2 separate regions of the Mus musculus genome follow, and region 1 is linked to region 2. The links are chromatin contacts, called in public HiChIP or PLAC-seq maps. All regions are on one chromosome and are shown on one strand. The core of a region is the stretch at or near the end of the contact, and the rest is flanking DNA. Distances in the headings are between cores, read along the strand shown.

Region 1 (3,854 bases), core at 512-3,011, 280 kb after region 2:
TGGAGCTGGAGAGAGAAGGTGCAGAGACGACCGTGAAGATGATGCTGGAAGGAACTGGGCTTGGGCAGCTGCCTCACTCCATGTGCTGTTGGGGACTTGGGATTTCCCCTGGATGAGAACACCAGTACTGTGAACAGAGTTCTCCTCAGCACCGTTCTGGTGTGTGTGTGTGTATGTGTGTGTGTGTGTGTGTGTGTGTGTGTGTGTGTGTGTGTGTATTTGTGTGTGTGTGTTGGGAGGAGGCAAAGATGGAAGCAGATTGACCAGTAGGGAGGCCATCATTACATTTTAAAGGCAAGGAGTTTGGGGGCCACTGTACTCATTTCTTTTTGTTGTGGCTGCTGTGACAAAAACAACCTAAGGAAAGAAGGAGTCCACCGCAGTGTTAATTCACAAGGTGTTGAGGCAGAAAACACAGAAATGAGTGTTAGAGATCAGCCGAATTTCTCATTTTCATTCAGTTGGAGAGAACAGACATGAAATGCTACCACCCACGGTCAAGGTGAGTTTTCCCTCCTCATGCTGATCTAGATAATCCCTTGCAGGTACGTCTGGGAGCTTGTCTCCCAAGTGACTGTCGGTCTTGTCCAGTTGACAATTAATGTTAATTATTAAAGCCACAGCACGGTGCAGAGAGAAGCAGCTGGGTTCTCATTCTGCATAGTAAGCAGATTGAGTAGAGAATTACAGAGACAAGAATGACAAAGTTCTTAATCTTCCGCTGTTCAATATGGATAAGCCAGCTTGGTAGCCTGGGTCCTATGCCACATGTCCTGTGTCCCATCTCTTCCTGGACAGAGTGAACAGTGCTACCTCAAATCTGTACTTGCCAGCTGTGTTCCTCTGGCAAGTAAGTAGACGTCTCTGATCCATGTCTTTTTAAATTTATTTTTATTTTGTTCTAAATGATGACATGTCTATGTGAATTTAGCTTTGTATGAGCGCAATGCTTGTGAAGCCAGAGGAGTTGTAATATCCTCTGGAATTGGAACTACAGATGGTTGTGAGTTGCCTGATGTGGGTACTGGCAACTAAACTCTGGTCCACTCCAAGAGCAAAATATGCTGCTAAGCACTGAGCCATCTTCCCAGCTTTGACCCACAGATTCACCTGTAATGTAAATTCAATCAGTACTCTCAAAAAGTACTGTGGGGGTAGAGGAACTGGAGGGGAGGGAATGGGACTGGATTTGATTAAAGCACCTTATATGTTGAAATAAAATTCTCAAACAACAGCAGAAAAAAAGAAGAAAAAGAAAAAAGAAAGAAAGAAAGAGAGAGAGAGAGAGAGAGAGAGAGAGAGAGAAAGAAAGAAAGGAAAAGACCTTTTATGGGGATGGATGGGTTTGGTCACACGATTCAGGCCACCTTCCTTGGAGCCTTGCATGTAGGCTAGGTATTTGGACCTAAGTCTTATTTAGAGTCATATGGGCTTAAATTGATGAACGAATAAGATGGTTTATCCACATTAAAGAACATCAGAGAATTATGAAATTTAATCCAGGGACCACTGACCTCACCTTGAGACCACAGAAGCTCTGAGATTGTGTTCATCTGTTACTGTGGAGATACAGCAGAGACCAATCAATTGGGAGGAAGCCAAGGTCAAGATCACTCAACCACTTGGTCAAGACATTTAGATTTCCACCCTCCTCCCACCCAGTTTACTTGCTTTCGAGGTCGGGGAAGGGGCAAATGAAAGGGCATGGAGGCACTGAGCAGTGAACACCCCCACTCATCCTGGGCTTCACTTTCATTCTTGCCTCGAATCTCTCCGGGGCTATAGGAAACTGCATGGTGTCCTCCTACACAGACACAGCACATTCTGGGGCTAGGGAGTTTCTGTCATTGGAGGTTGCTTATTGTAATGCTACCTTTTGGCCTTTCCCAAGCTGGTGTCTGTTCAGATAGACAGCTGCCTTGTTATTGTGAGCAGCATTAACACATACCACAGCTTGGTTTTTCTTGGGGGGGGTGAGGTGGGGGGGAGGATTAGGATGAGAAGGACTAGAGTTCTCTGTTGCTATGTCCTATCTCCTCTATGATATAACTGTTCTCTCAAGTCTGCGCTGTTTCTTCCCCATCATTTTCCATTGAACCTATTCCACAGGGGAATAGGTTCATCAAAACTGTACAAGATCACTGTGGTTGTCTTGAAACACTTTCCTCCATCGAGGGTCCAGATTCATCCTCTGTCCTTTACAGCTTGGCTTTGTATTCTTCCTTAAACCACGGGACCTTCGCACATGCAGCTCTCTCTTCTAGTGGGAGGCACTTAAGGAAATGAAGCATTCGGGAGCAATGTGCAGTCAGATACACCCAACCAAGCCCTGCTCCCCACTTGTGTGACCTTGGGAGTTCATAGTCATTCCTGGTTTTTATTTAAATTTGTCTACTTTCAACACTCCCAAAAGCCTGCATCCTCACCAGCTGAACATGAATCACCCCCATACTGAGTGCACAATAAGGTGTCATGTTCTGTGCTTAGTATCAGCAGCAGCACCACTGGAGCCCCAAAAAAGCCCAACTAATTATAAGCCTGTGTTCTGCGCTGTTATTATTTGAATGTAACAAAGGCACCTGCCACGTTAATTATGCCCTTCTAATAAACATCTCCAGGCAGTCGGTGGGGGGGAGGGGCTGCATGTTGAAAAGGCAGGTCTTGGCATCACATTGTCAATTCCCTGGGTTCTATGATGTGTTCATTCACATGCAGCTCCTCCGGCCTCCATCCAGACCATCAGGGATGATTCACTGGCTAAACTGCACAAGAGGGAAGGAATCCAGAAGAACAGTTACAGAGGGAGAATCTGGGAGGTCCTCCCTGCTTCCTTACACAGGGAGAATCTGGGAGGTCCTCCCTGCTTCCTTACACAGGGAGAATCTGGGAGGTCCTCCCTGCTTCCTTACAGAGAGAGAATCTGGGAGGTCCTCCCTGCTTCCTTACACAGGGAGAATCTGGGAGGTCCTCCCTGCTTCCTTACACAGGGAGAATCTGGGAGGTCCTCCCTGCTTCCTTACACAGGGAGAATCTGGGAGGTCCTCCCTGCTTCCTTACAGAGAGAGAATCTGGGAGGTCCTCCCTGCTTCCTTACAGAGGGAGAATCTGGGAGGTCCTCCCTGCTTCCTTACAGAGAGAGAATCTGGGAGGTCCTCCCTGCTTCCTTACACAGGGAGAATCTGGGAGGTCCTCCCTGCTTCCTTACAGAGGGAGAATCTGGGAGGTCCTCCCTGCTTCCTTACAGAGAGAGAATCTGGGAGGTCCTCCCTGCTTCCTTACACAGGGAGAATCTGGGAGGTCCTCCCTGCTTCCTTACACAGGGAGAATCTGGAAGGACCTCCCTGCCTTGTGTGTTCAAAGTGACAATTTTACACTGAGGATGGGGGTGTGTGGACGAGAAAGACTAAGGGAAGGTGCACACCATGACCATATCTTCTAGGCACCAACTTTTTCTTTTCTGTTAAGATATAGAAGCATAACAAAGAGTCAAGGGCATACCTCTGATACAGCTTTTCTTGTTAAAACATTTTTTACTATGGTAAATATGCATCATGGCATACATTAATTATGTTTTGCAATTACTTATTGTGCTATTACAGAATATATGTGATCTAATCTGCTGTTTTAACCATCTCTAAATGTGAAGTTCAAGGGCATTAATTACAATCACAATGTTACAAAATTGTTATGTCTGATTTTCCAAACATTTTTGTCATCCCAAATAGACAAACTGTAACTCTTACAGCTTGGTTGGATGTTCACATATGCATAGAGCCCAAATCTAGAGCAAAATTAAGCATTTTTTGATTTCCAACACATTACCTTGAATGTCTTCTCAGATATATCCCTGTGCT
Region 2 (3,971 bases), core at 526-3,025:
TATGGTTGGAGATCACCAACCATATAGACATGAGGACTATATTAAAGCCCTGCAGCACTAGGAAGACTGAGAACCACTGGTCTAGGGCCAACACTTGAAGACTTTAGTGCTTGGGTAACACTCAGGGTGTGCCCAGTTCTGACTGGCTTTCGTGTTGTCAGGTGAACACATTCTGGGTTCCTGTCAATCTCTCTAGCAGCGACAAGAAAAGGCCTTCAGCAGCAAGGGAAAGGATGGAGACGCAGGATGGCAGGCAGCTGCTGTGAGAGACAGTGGCTACAGCTTACCCATGCTAAGGATGCTCGGCTTCTGGTAGATCTGCAGCACACTGCAGCAAGTCATAACTCATAAACTATCGGGGCTGGGGAGATAGTCTAGTCTGCAAAGTGCTTGTCTAGCAAGTACGAGGACCTGAGTTTGATACCCAGAATCCACATTAAAGAAAAAAAAGCAAAAACAAAAACAAAACAAAAATAAAACCCTAACAACCAAAACTACCCCCCCAAAACACCAAACAGCTGGGTTGGGGTGGTACGTACTTGCAATCCTAGTTCTGAGAAGTGCTCAGAGGGCTAAGATGGGCAGATGTTTGGCTGTGCGAAACTGGCAAGTTCCAGACCAATGAGAAACACTGTCTCAAAAATCAAGCTGGACAATGAATAATGAATGACAGCTGAGGCTGTCCTTTGACCTCTACATGTGTGCATACACATCTCTACATGCACCTTCATACACATATACCTACACACATTTGGGTACGCTTGGGTGTTCAAAAGCTGTCAGTGAGGTGAGCTTTTTTTCCCTAGTGTAGAGAGATCACTGCTCAAGGCTGGCCCCTGTATAACCCCCAGAAGATTGTGAGCAGAGCCTATGTATTGTCCCAGAGGCCTCTGGGAGCTGACTAGGGAGCATCAGGCCAGTTTGTGGAGTGTGCCATGCAAGGAAGAGAACCACAAATATGGAGACCAGCTCAACGTGCCTTAAAGCGATGTATATTTGGTCTCAGCCTAGTCTGTTAAGTGAGACCATGTATGTATTTCAAGAAGGTCAGGCAGTGGAGGACAGAGGCTCTGCAAGGCTGGATCTGTGCTCAGCCATTTAGGAAAATGAAGTGCACTTTGGGTTGCTCCTCTGTACACCAGTGTAATGACAGCACCAAACAGATATGAAAACAGAATGTATCGGATGCACACTACGCATATGTAAGGCACATGTATGTGTAATGGCTCAGTCTGCTGTGTGGCAACAAAGCATTTGTCCTCTTATTCATGAGCTTGTGCATCTGTTCCTTCCAGACACTGGGACGTAAAAGCAAAAACACCAGCAGCCTGAACAGAAATTCAAGAATCATTGAAAGTCAGCTGGGACAGCACAAGCAGGATTCAGGCATGTGTTGGCAGCCCTCAGTGTCACGGTGGCAAGTCCCTCTTTCTCCTTTGTCACCTGTTGATGGATAGTAACAGAGAGGAGTGGTGCTGGCATCATTCCTGACACTTTCAAATATCAATTCCGGTGATTTCATGACAGTTGCTGTGACTATCATATCACCCTTCATTTGCAGACCAGGCCACCGAGATTCTTAGAGGTTAAATAACTTGCCCTAAGTTACACAGACGTTGCAAAGTGAAGGGGGAGAAACTGAAAAAATCAGCTCAGGAACTTTGGGAAGGTCATGAAGGGAGAGGCTAATTAGCATTTCTCAGACCACAGGGTGGGAGCCGACCTGCGGGTGGGGACACATTCCACAGGACTGACCATTGCTCACTTTCAGACAAGGGAAGTCCTTGTCACCTCATTCCCTAAAGACCAATCAGTTAAAGGGTGCACTGTTCCACCAATCATATTGTGCCTAGTTGCTGATGCTCTGTTCTGCCCCTGGAAACCATATAAAAACTCGCCAAACAGGTGCTGGTGGTCACTGCCTCTCCTTCCGGTCTCGCACCACCCCAGTGCACTGGAACAAATTCCTCTTGCTTTTTGCATCGATCCTGGCTCCACGTGGTTCACTGGGGGGTGGGGGTGGGGGTGGGTCCCCTGGTAAGCTAAGGCTCCCCAGAGTCTTACAAAACAACATGTCTAATTCCCAGATTCTTGCTTTTTTTTTTTTTTAATTTTTTTTCAGATTCTTGCTTTTGACTGATGCATCAGGCTGTGGGTCCTTAACTTTGTGCCTTTTCCATCTCCAATCCATTGGGCACAAGTCCACACTTTTCCAAGCATTTCAGTCCTGAGAGACACCTGCCCCAACTTGGTTCTGCTCAACTCACTTCAACTCGACTAATTTTAGTTTGACTCAGCTTAGATTGGTTAAGGCTAACTTAAGCAGAACATATACCTGGGTATCTGCATATGTGTATACAGGTGTGTGTGTGCGCGCGCACGTGTGCATGTGTGTGGTTATGCAAATGTGCATGTGGGCAACCTAGGCTGTCATTCCCGGGCATTGTCCATCTTTGTTGTTTTGAGACAGGGTCTCCCACCGACCTGGAACTTGTCTACTAGGCTGGCTAGTGCACCCCGAGGATCTGCACATCTCCAGTGCTGGGACCATTGGATTCCACATGAGCTCTAACATTCTTGTCTTTATGTAAGTAAGGCAAATATTTTATTGAGTGAAGCTTCTCTGTGGCAGTTAACACTGATTGTCAGCTTGATTGCATTGAGAGGCACCTAGGCAATGCCTTTCTGTGTATCTGTGAGGGTGCTCTAAATATGGACAGCATTGTTCTACAGGCTGAGGCCTAGATGGCATCAATGTAGATAAAAGAGGAAGCCCTCTGTCATCACAAGTGCTCTCTCTCTGTGTCCTGGTCTCTATGAGGTGAGCAGACTGTTCAGCCCCACCTTTCCACTGTGGCATTCTGCCTTAGGTCAGACTCATAGCAATGGATCCAGATGACGTCAGGCTGAGTCCTCTAAACTGTGAGTCCCAACAACTCCTTTTCCCAAGTGCTTCATCCCAGTGATGAAAGCCCTATTATTACAAGTGCTTCATCCCAGTGATGAAAGCCCTATTATTAAACCTTACCAGAGGAAGGGAACACCAGGAAATGTTTTAAAACTCTGGTTTTTACATTGTCACTCTTTTCTCAAATGCCTGACCAGATTGTTGCCCCTCATCCGCGTAGAATGATGCCGAGACCAGGGGGTACAGCCCTGGACAGATTATGGAACCCCTTTACACAACTTATGTGTAACATGTCTTCTAAGCTGAGCTAGCTTAGAAATAAAGGAAAAAGCGGGGAGGACTGCGTGGAAGGCAGTTGATAAGATCCCTGTTAACAGGGCAGATTATTCCGTATCAGGTGCAGAGAGCACTATGCTTAAAGCACCGCCTCCCTCAGCTGGAAGTGTGTTTCACAGATGAGGCTTCAGAAAGTGTGCACAAGCTCAGTGGGTTCCCCAAGTCACAAAGCTGGACAGGGGAGAGCTCTCTGGCCCAAAGACCCTGTCTTCCCATAGCTCCTACCTGCTTTCAAAGATGCCCCACTGTAGCAGGATTAGGGGATATTGGTGCTGGATCTCTCTTGGCCAATAGCACATAAACCAAAGGGCTCCACATCAGGATTCTAATTTCGGGTGGAAGAATGGGGTCTGAGTCATATCTCTGGCCCCAAAAGGAGACTTGGTATCCCAGACTGCTTGGGAGGCCATGAACAGATAGCTACCCAAACGTGATCCCAAGAACCTAAGCTTTCTAGATGGCTTATCTGCCTGTCTACCTGCCTCTGCCTTCCCTTCCTTTCTTTTGTGAGAAAGGCCCAATGTTGCCCAGGATGGCCTTAAATAGGTCCCTGCTTCCATTTCCTGAGTGCTGGGGTTACAGATGTGTGCCATCAGGTCAGCTAACAGGACACTTTCTGATAACAAAGACACACCATGATCCCCTCTTGTAAGAGACAATCCAAATAGGTCTGTCAATCACCTGGAACAGGAAAAGCTCCATTCTAGAGATTTTAGAACACTTACAG

The links. HiChIP or PLAC-seq counts read pairs in DNA pulled down with a chosen protein or histone mark.
Region 1: a contact with region 2 is called in an H3K27ac HiChIP or PLAC-seq map of embryonic stem cells, with 11 read pairs. The contact joins two enhancer-like sites. A contact is called at or near these places in 1 of 484 Hi-C or Micro-C datasets (embryonic stem cells), 5 of 115 datasets of contacts at active chromatin or transcription factors (embryonic stem cells and stem cell-derived neural progenitor cells) and 1 of 9 other capture datasets (embryonic stem cells).

The regions. Positions count from the first base shown.
Region 1 is chr16:9,352,205-9,356,058 of GRCm38.p6, forward strand. No RefSeq gene overlaps it. Among named protein-coding and RNA genes, the nearest start is that of Gm41418, 74 kb to the left of the region's middle. Within about 2 kb of position 1,762, at least 10 of the 459 cell types and tissues checked have an H3K27ac peak or open chromatin away from gene starts, as enhancers often do. A contact at or near this core is called in embryonic stem cells, where this site is marked.
Region 2 is chr16:9,070,481-9,074,451 of GRCm38.p6, forward strand. No RefSeq gene overlaps it. Among named protein-coding and RNA genes, the nearest start is that of Gm30567, 18 kb to the left of the region's middle. Within about 2 kb of position 1,776, at least 4 of the 459 cell types and tissues checked have an H3K27ac peak or open chromatin away from gene starts, as enhancers often do. A contact at or near this core is called in embryonic stem cells, where this site is marked.